Regions from separate parts of the Sus scrofa genome. Here regions 2 and 3 are each linked to region 1. Evidence: chromatin contacts called from public HiChIP or PLAC-seq data. All regions are on one chromosome and are shown on one strand. Each heading gives the region's core, a stretch centred on a gene start, on an enhancer-like site or on the middle of the called end of the contact. The rest is flanking DNA. Distances are from core to core; before and after follow the strand shown. Region 1 holds the start of LCORL (ligand dependent nuclear receptor corepressor like). Region 2 holds the start of LAP3 (cytosol aminopeptidase). Region 3 holds the start of MED28 (mediator complex subunit 28).

What was found. HiChIP or PLAC-seq counts read pairs in DNA pulled down with a chosen protein or histone mark.
Region 2: an H3K27ac HiChIP or PLAC-seq map of skeletal muscle shows a contact between it and region 1, with 3 times the contacts expected there. The contact joins the promoter of LAP3 here to the promoter of LCORL in region 1. A contact is called at or near these places in 1 of 5 promoter capture datasets (liver), 4 of 47 Hi-C or Micro-C datasets (embryonic fibroblasts, heart right ventricle, mesenteric adipose tissue and 1 more) and 2 of 2 datasets of contacts at active chromatin or transcription factors (alveolar macrophages and skeletal muscle).
Region 3: an H3K27ac HiChIP or PLAC-seq map of alveolar macrophages shows a contact between it and region 1. The contact joins the promoter of MED28 here to the promoter of LCORL in region 1. A contact is called at or near these places in 1 of 47 Hi-C or Micro-C datasets (embryonic fibroblasts) and 1 of 2 datasets of contacts at active chromatin or transcription factors (alveolar macrophages).

Annotation. Positions count from the first base shown.
Region 1 is chr8:12,967,807-12,970,432 of Sscrofa11.1, reverse strand. LCORL (ligand dependent nuclear receptor corepressor like) reads left to right here and starts at 1,298. Exons shown (of 7, transcript NM_001195345.1): 1 at 1,298-1,454. The coding sequence starts at 1,298.
Region 2 is chr8:12,589,007-12,591,632 of Sscrofa11.1, reverse strand. It overlaps LAP3 (cytosol aminopeptidase), which reads right to left and starts at 1,298. Exons shown (of 13, transcript XM_003356870.5): 1 at 1,028-1,298. The coding sequence starts at 1,129.
Region 3 is chr8:12,622,789-12,625,414 of Sscrofa11.1, reverse strand. It overlaps MED28 (mediator complex subunit 28), which reads right to left and starts at 1,290. Exons shown (of 4, transcript NM_001243569.1): 1 at 1,123-1,290. The coding sequence starts at 1,281.

The DNA.
Region 1 (2,626 bases), core at 49-2,548:
CAGTACCTCTAAGCAAACTTTGGGTGTCTTAGCTTCAGTTCGGCCCCCCGCGCATATACAGAAATACACGCACAATCACCGTGGTGCTGAAGTAAAACATGTCATTGGAGTTTATACCTAACCAAAAGATTTCTCTCTCTCTTTGAAGAAATATTTTCTCTCTAGAGCAGCGTATAATTCATTCCGTAACATTTGTTAAGTGCTAATCCCTTGCCACGCTCTGTACTAGGGCGAAGCAGGTGAAAGATATCAAGGTACAGATGTCTCAAAGGGTCGCTGCCCTCCAGGAGTTTACTTATTGCAGAGCATAAGTTTCTCTTTTTGGAGTTTTCACTCAGCCACACTTAAACCCTCATAAACGATTTCCGGTGAAAAGCCCCGCATCTTTCTCCCAATATTTACAGAGTCTCGCTTTCCAAGAAGTCATCGCCCTGGAAACTGAAGTCACTGCAGGATGTCCCTCTGGATATCTGGCAATTATTTTGGATGCAGCCCAGTCACTGGCTTGCTTTTTCCCTGCTGTGGCAGGATGACTGTGATCCCCAAAAGTTTCCAGCACTTAAAGCACAAAGCGCTGTTCAAACCCTCAAGAGACGGACAACTTTTGCCACTTTCATCGCCTTTCTATTGCGGAGCCTAAGGAGGTTAAGTTGGTTGGGTCAGACACGACGACGCCGGCAGCGCACAGTCTTAGGCGCGGGAAATTAGAGGCTAAACCCACAAGCCGCGCAGTGCTGTGCAGTCTATGCTAACCCAAGTGTGCGAATTGGACTGGAGAGGAACCCATCCCTGATGGACTACAAAATCCGGCATGCACCGCGCCGTGGCGACGAGCTCCACTTCGGGGGTCCCAGCGCAAAGGGGTCTGGGAAGTGAAGTCTCCGGGTGTCCGGAGTTGCGTCGGGAAGGCAGAAGGGAGGCGTGACTAGTCCGCTCCATTGGCGCGCCGGTTCCTGGCCGGGCTCCGAGCCTCCCGCTCCCGCTCAGGGTTTTCGCGGGCGGCGGGAGCAGTATGGCTAGCTTGAGTAAACTCCGGGGGGAGGGGAGGGAGGGGAGGAGATGGGGAGTCGGGGTCAGCGGAAGCTGCAGGTTGCTTCCTTCTCCTCAGCTCCCTCCCCGCCTCTCCCTGAGGGAGCGGTGGGAGGGGGAGGGGATGGGAGAGGGACGGTAGTGTGACACGTGTCAATCAACCCCCCTCCGGGGGGCGCGCGCTCCGGGGCTCGCGCTGAGGGCTCGCGCCCCTGCCTCGTGCCTGCGCCGCTCGTATGTAAATGAGGGCGCGTGACGCGGGACGCAGATGGACAAGGGAAGAGAGAGAATGGCCGCTGCCGCCGCCGCCGCTGCTGCCGCCGCCGCCGCCGCCGCTCAGTGCCGGAGCCCTCGGTGCGCGGCGGAGAGGAGAGGATTCCGGCGGGAACTCGACTCTTGGCGCCACCGCCTCATGCACTGTGTAGGTAAGAGAGACACGGGCCGGGGCCCCGGCTCCGCGCGGCGACGGCTGCCGCAGCCCGAGGAGTTTGTGGCTGAGGGGTTTACTTGAATCTCCCGTTCGGGTCAGTTCAATGGGGGAGCGAGATGGGAGCGGCGGCGGCGCGGCAGCTCCGGCGCTCGCCTTTTGTCTGGGGGCTCCTCGCCCGGCGCACTCCGCGCTCCTTCCCCTCCTCTGCGCTTGGGCTCCCCGGGAACTGTTAGTTCGGACCCGCTCTCCGAGCCCCCGAAGAAGCGGCTCGCTCGCGCTCTCCCCGAAACTCCCCGGCTCCCCTCGCCGCTCGCCGTCCACCTTGTCAGGAGGGAGGAAACGGGCCGGCGGGGTCGGCGCCCGGGTGGAGAGGAGCCGGCGGGTAGAGCCGGCGGGAGGAAGGCGGGCTGGTCCGCGCCCCCGCCGGGCGCTCACACACCCCCTTCTCGCCGCCGGGGGCTGGGCGGGCCGACGCGGCCGAGTTCCCGGGGACGGGGACCTGAGCGACCCCCGGGCTGTTGCGGGGCCGCGGGTGGGCCCGCTGGGGGCGAGGGGCGGTGGGGGCGTCGCCCGAGGGCGGGGGCGCCCAACTCTGCCCTCTCGCGCTCGGCGGCGGCGGCGGCGCGGTGTGTACCCCTTTAAGAAGGAGCCGTTCGAGCGCTGACGGTTGGGATTTGAAGTTCTTCCTCCCTCTTTGGAAGTCTGGTCAGAGAGGGGGGTGTTGTCATGGTGACGGCACCCCCCCCCCCGGTCTCCTCGCGGACGCCCCGAAGACTCGGGTCCTCTTTTACTGTCATGTGATGGACCCTTCCCCGCACAGACACGCACATAACCCTCCCCACCTCCCATTCCCGTTCTCTTGCAATTCCGTCTTCCCTTTTGGTTGGGTCGGAATCGTTTTGCTTCAAACTTCTGGCCTGGGGGCTGTCATTCTGCGGGTTGCTGGGGGGTGGCGGGAGGTGGCGGGACCTCCCCACCTTGCCCCCGTCGCTTTTTTGTCTGAGTCGTGTGCGTGGAACTGTTATCCAGCAGGTTGGTTGAGTGGGCACCGAGGGGATAACGCGGGTTATGGGATGGGGTGTGTTGTGTTTGTTTTGGAAGAGGTTGATGGGTAGGAGAGTAGGAGCAGAGGTAGGAAGGAAGGTTGCATTGTCTAATGAGTGGATA
Region 2 (2,626 bases), core at 49-2,548, 380 kb after region 1:
AGATAGGAAACAGATGTTACCTGAGTAGGATGGAGTCCCACCGTTTCAGAAAGAGCAGGGGACAGGCATCTGGTCCCGACACCATCTGTGATTCCAGGGAGGCTGAACTCAAGTCCCACCCAGAACATTCCTTGCCAGGGACAGCCCTTCTGGTCCTCAAGCCTAACTCCCACGCCTGTGCTCCCCATGCCCCCAGCCATTCCTATTTTTCAGCTCCCCCAAGGCCAGGGAGTAACCTTCTTCACAGTGCTCTGGAGCTCAATTTCAGGTGGAGAAGGCAATCTGCAGGACACTCTATCTCTCCTTTTTTTTTTTTTTTTTTTTTTGGCGCGCCCGGGGTATGCGGAAGTTCCTTAGCCAAGAACTGACCCTCACGGACTGGAGCCTCCGCAGCAGCAGTGACAAAGCAGGGTCCTTAACCCATTAAGTCACCGGGTAGCTCCTAGGGCACTCTCCTTTTAATTTTAGCAAGATAAAGGGTCTCTCCTTTTTTCTAAAGAGACGTTGTTTTTCTCTAGAAACCTTCCAGGCAGTTTACTCCCGAAGGACCTGTGTTTTCCTAGCCTTCAACTGCAGCGAGGGAGGGAGGTCTTGGTGTGGAGCCCGGGGACTCTGAAACCCCAGAGAACATTTCACCTCACCAAACCTGAGCATCCTCCTAGCTAAGGTGGGAACGATCCTGGCAACATCCTTCTCTGGGTTACTGAGACTAAACGAAATAATGAAATAAGGGGAAACGGTAGCTACGGCTAAAATTTTCCTCCCGCGCAGAGTTCTGGTCCTAGCACTTCCAAGCCCATCCTCGCTACAAAGCCGACTGGCGAATGCTGGAGGGATCGGCAGCCCTCCGCAGCCTGCTGCCAAAGCCGAGATTGGAAACTGGAAACGGCAGGGAACTTTTCTTTTTAGCCAATGTTTGCAACTTGGCTCAGAAGACCGGACACCGCGGCCTTGACCCGCCCCGGAGTCCCGGTCGCCCGCCGGCAGGGCTCTCGCCGCGTCCCGAGGGAGAACCGCGGCCTCTCACCTTCGTCATGTTTGCAGCGTCTGGACCGGGTCCCCAGAAACGCCTCACGCTCAGCTGTCGGACGGCGACTCGCGCAGCAGCCGGAAGAGGCAGCAAGAACATCTTTTCGGCTCGGCCCCCCGCACCGCCCTCCAACGAGCACGTGGCGCATGGAGAGCGGGCGCGCTCCTAGGAGCCCCGCTTTCGGGGGCCGCGGGCGCGCGCCTCGGGGGCGGGGCAGGTGCCGGGGGCGTGCCAGGCTTGAGCCAGGGGCGGGGCGATTGGCTCTCCGTCGGTGAGGGGGAGGGCGGGCTCCAGCACAGCGGAGCGTTCTTGCGCTTGGGAGGCGGGGCGGGTGCCCAGGGGGCGGGGCGGGCGGCGGCGCTGAACAGGGCGGTTCTGGGAAAGCTGTGAAACTTCGGCGGCCGCCGCCGCTTGCACTTGCGGACGGAGGCGAAGGGGCGGGGCTCTCGGAGGAGCGCACTAGAGAGGGGCGGAGTCGCGGTTGTGCGGCACCTGGAGGGGTGGGGGTGGAGGCGCTGCTGCCGGGAGGTGGAGGTCGCAAGCAGACTTATTGCAGAGGTTTGAGTAAGGAAGACCCTCTCGCTGAGTTATTTTTGTTACTGTCTCTTTTTGTTTGTTGGTTTTTTGGTTTTTGCCATTTCTTGGGCCGCTCTCGCGGCATGTGGAGGTTCCCAGGCTAGGGTCCAATCGGAGCTGTACCCACCGGCCTACGCCAGAGCCACAGCAACTCGGGATCCGAGCCGCGTCTACAACCTACACCACAGCTCACGGCAACGCCGGATCCTTAACCCACTGAGCAAGGCCAGGGATCGAACCTGCAACCTCATGGTTCCTAGTCAGATTCCTTAACCACTGTGCCACCACGGGAACTCCTACTGTCTCTTTTTTTGAACTTCCATTTGGTGCAGGGGTTCAACATTGTAAGACAGTTAACCCAAATACTGTTTTTGAATTGAGAAGCTTTGCCGGTAGAGCTGAATGTTTAAAAATGTATTTGTAAAAGGAGTTTTACATTTTTTATTGTAAAAACAACAACACGGTTGAATGGAACTCCTAGAACATAATGAAGCACAAAGAAGGATATGAAATGTTACACCAGTGTCTGATCCCGGTTTTAGCTGGGTCTTTGCTTTTAGCTCGGGGCGCGGGGTGGACGAGGTCCACCAACTGAAGTGTGTACCTTCCTGGTCTGGGGAGGGAGGTTGGAGAGAATGTCTATTTCACTGTCTAAGGGCTAGACACAACAGAGATATGACTGTCCATTCTTTTTTTAAAAATTCATGCAAAGTTGATTAACAATGTTGTGTTTCAGGTGTACCGCAAAGTAATCCAGTCACACACACACAAACACACACACACACGTAAAATTTTGAATACAGTTCCTTGTGCTATACAGCAAATCTTTGTTGGTTATGATTGACTGCTTTGGAATGCAAGATTTTGTCATCCACAACCCCTAAGTTTATATAAAGTGTTTACTATGTTTTCTGTTCGAAAGTATGGGGTACAACAGAATTTAAAGTATCCCTGGCCTCAGAATTCCCATCGTGGCACAGCAGAAACTAATCCAACAAGGAACCATGAGGTTGTGGGTTC
Region 3 (2,626 bases), core at 41-2,540, 350 kb after region 1:
TTAACCCACTGAACCACAAAAGAACTCCCCATCTTGGTCTTAACCCAACAGTCATGGCAGCCACTGAAGAGTTTTAAGCACTAGGGTGTTGATGGTAGGCTCTGGCCAAGACTTCTTTCTACAGGGCCAGTCTTTCAGCAAGTCTCATAACCGCCACTTCATCTCAAGCCTAGATGCTGCTCTAAGGCTTTCCTGTCCCTCTCCTTTACAGCTTAGCACCACCTCAAAGGCATCTCATCCTCCTCCCAGAAAAAAAAGATTTCTCTGTCCTTTAAATCAATTATCTCAAACTTCTGAATGTACGCCCCATTAAAAAAGGCATTCTGCCCATGCAACCCCAATAACACACTCATTTATGAACTCTATTTACCTACTACCTATGCTATTATGTGTGAAAGTCAAAAAGTAGAAAAGTTAACTCCAATTACAAGTTACTTCATTTCCACACCCTAATGGTTCATCTTCCACTTCAGAGACCACTGGAAGCCACCTGATTTTTAAGCACTTATTTCTTAAGCTCACCTGTGCCTCCTACCAGTCCCCATTTTCTCTGCTACAGGATTAATGCTTGAATGGGAGTGAGAGTTTGGATCACCCTCTGCCTCTCTCCCAAAGCTTCATCTTTAACTCCTCTTCCCTCGGCCCTTAATAACAACTTCCCATCTCAGCCCCAAGAATTCCACTACTTTAGGACCGTTTAAGGGTGGAGCCCAATGGAAAGAATACAGGACAGAGTGGTGCAATGCTCCCCTCGGTGGAGAATCAGCCCGTAGCAAACACGCAGGGACGCAGGAAAGGATACTCAAGGATAGAACCAACCTTGAATTGAGGCAACAACCTTGAGGAGCAGAACAACCGACTGGGAACCTAGAAGGGTCCCACGGTGGGGGTGGCGGGCAAACTTCAAGTCCTCGTGCCTCTAGAAAGGACAAATTTACTCATCTCCGCCAGTCGACCAGAAAATTCTGGCCATCACTCAACGTGGAGAATAAAGCAAGCAGTTTAGATTCTTTGAGCCTGCCGCCCCATTTGTAAGCCGGTGCAGGGATTGCTGAAAAAGATAACCTGCACACGTTTCAGAAAAGAAAGGCTGGGAACACAGACGCCCACGGCTCATTTTACCTCGAAAGATGACTCCAACTCGTCCACTAAGGTGCTGTTAGAAGTTCTTGGAATCCCTGGTGTGGCCTGAAGAAGCGAAGCCTGGCCCAGGAGCCCCGGTGGCGGCGGCGGGGGTCCGGGAGGCTGCCCCGTGAACATTCCACCCAGCGGAGCCGCCATTTCTAAGATGGCGGGTGAGAGACTCACTGCACCTGCGCGGGAGCTGGATCCGTGGGTCACGTGACACGCCTGGTCACACGTGATCACGCTGAGTGGATGTTGGCGTCTATCGGGCGCCAGGGAAACCGGTAGGTTGGTACTTTCGTTCCCTCTTTGCCCGCACTGGAGGCCGCTTGACTTTACTGGTTTTTTATTTTATTTTATTTTATTTTATTTTTTATAACATGAGAATTGAAGGATTTGATAGGGTTTTGACAAGGTTGTATGAAGAGGAGAGTCAATAACTAAGGCTGAGCGAGCCCTGCCTGGCTTCATGATATTCGTTTAACCATCCTGCCTTTGCCCTTAACCCTTGAAATGATTTGGACCTAGCGCTTTCTCTGGGCTCAGTTTACCGGTTGGTAGAAGGAAGGTGCTTATTCACCACACAAACATTTATTGGGAGCTTACTATTTACCAACTACTAATCCAGTCATGGTGGATATAGGGGGAATGAACATGAAAAAAATTTCCCCTAAATTCTCTCTGGGGAGAGACTTGTGCAAAAAATGACCAAGCTTGTTGAGGGTCCCTACTATGCATACGCCTGGCATGTTCACTTGAGATATTCGTGGTTATGTCAAAGAGAAAGTATGATAATTTTGTAACACTTGCTTATTTCTCTCTTTAGAAGCCAAAAATTTTTTCACCGTATTTAATTTTACACTTACAGTTACTGAAAGTAGGGTCAGGCTGTTTGCCACTCTAAAGCCAATAAAAAGGCAAAGTTGGAATGGATTAGCAATGAGATCCTGCTGTGTAGCACTGGGAACTATATGTCTGGTCACTTATGATGGAGCATGGTAATATGAGAAAAAAAGAATGTATACATGTATGTATAACTGGGTCACCATGCTATACAGTAGAAAATTGACAACACTGTAAACCCGCTACAACAGGAAAAAATAAAAGTCATTATATAGTGGGGAAAAAAAAAGTAAATTTGGTGGAATGTTTGCTGTATTCTGGATTCCAGCAACTTAGGTGAGCGGGCAGAGACTCCTGTCCAAAGGCCCACTGCCCCCTCACCCCAGCTGACAGTCAATGGGCAAGAGCTTTTATAGGTACCTATCAGGGCTATATGCAGAAACAGTAGAATCAGCTCTGACAGATCTTGAAATTGGTCATGGGATGGTCTGACCAGCGTTCTCTTATTTTAAGTATGGTTAATCTCCAGTTCCATAGTCAATTTGTTCCCATTTCTGTAAGCGAGGAACGGTTAGTGGGAGAAATTTAGTGGGCCTGCTGGGCCACTGCTTGGCGTTGCAATGGGTCCTTCCTCCAAACAAGAGACAGTGAATGACCA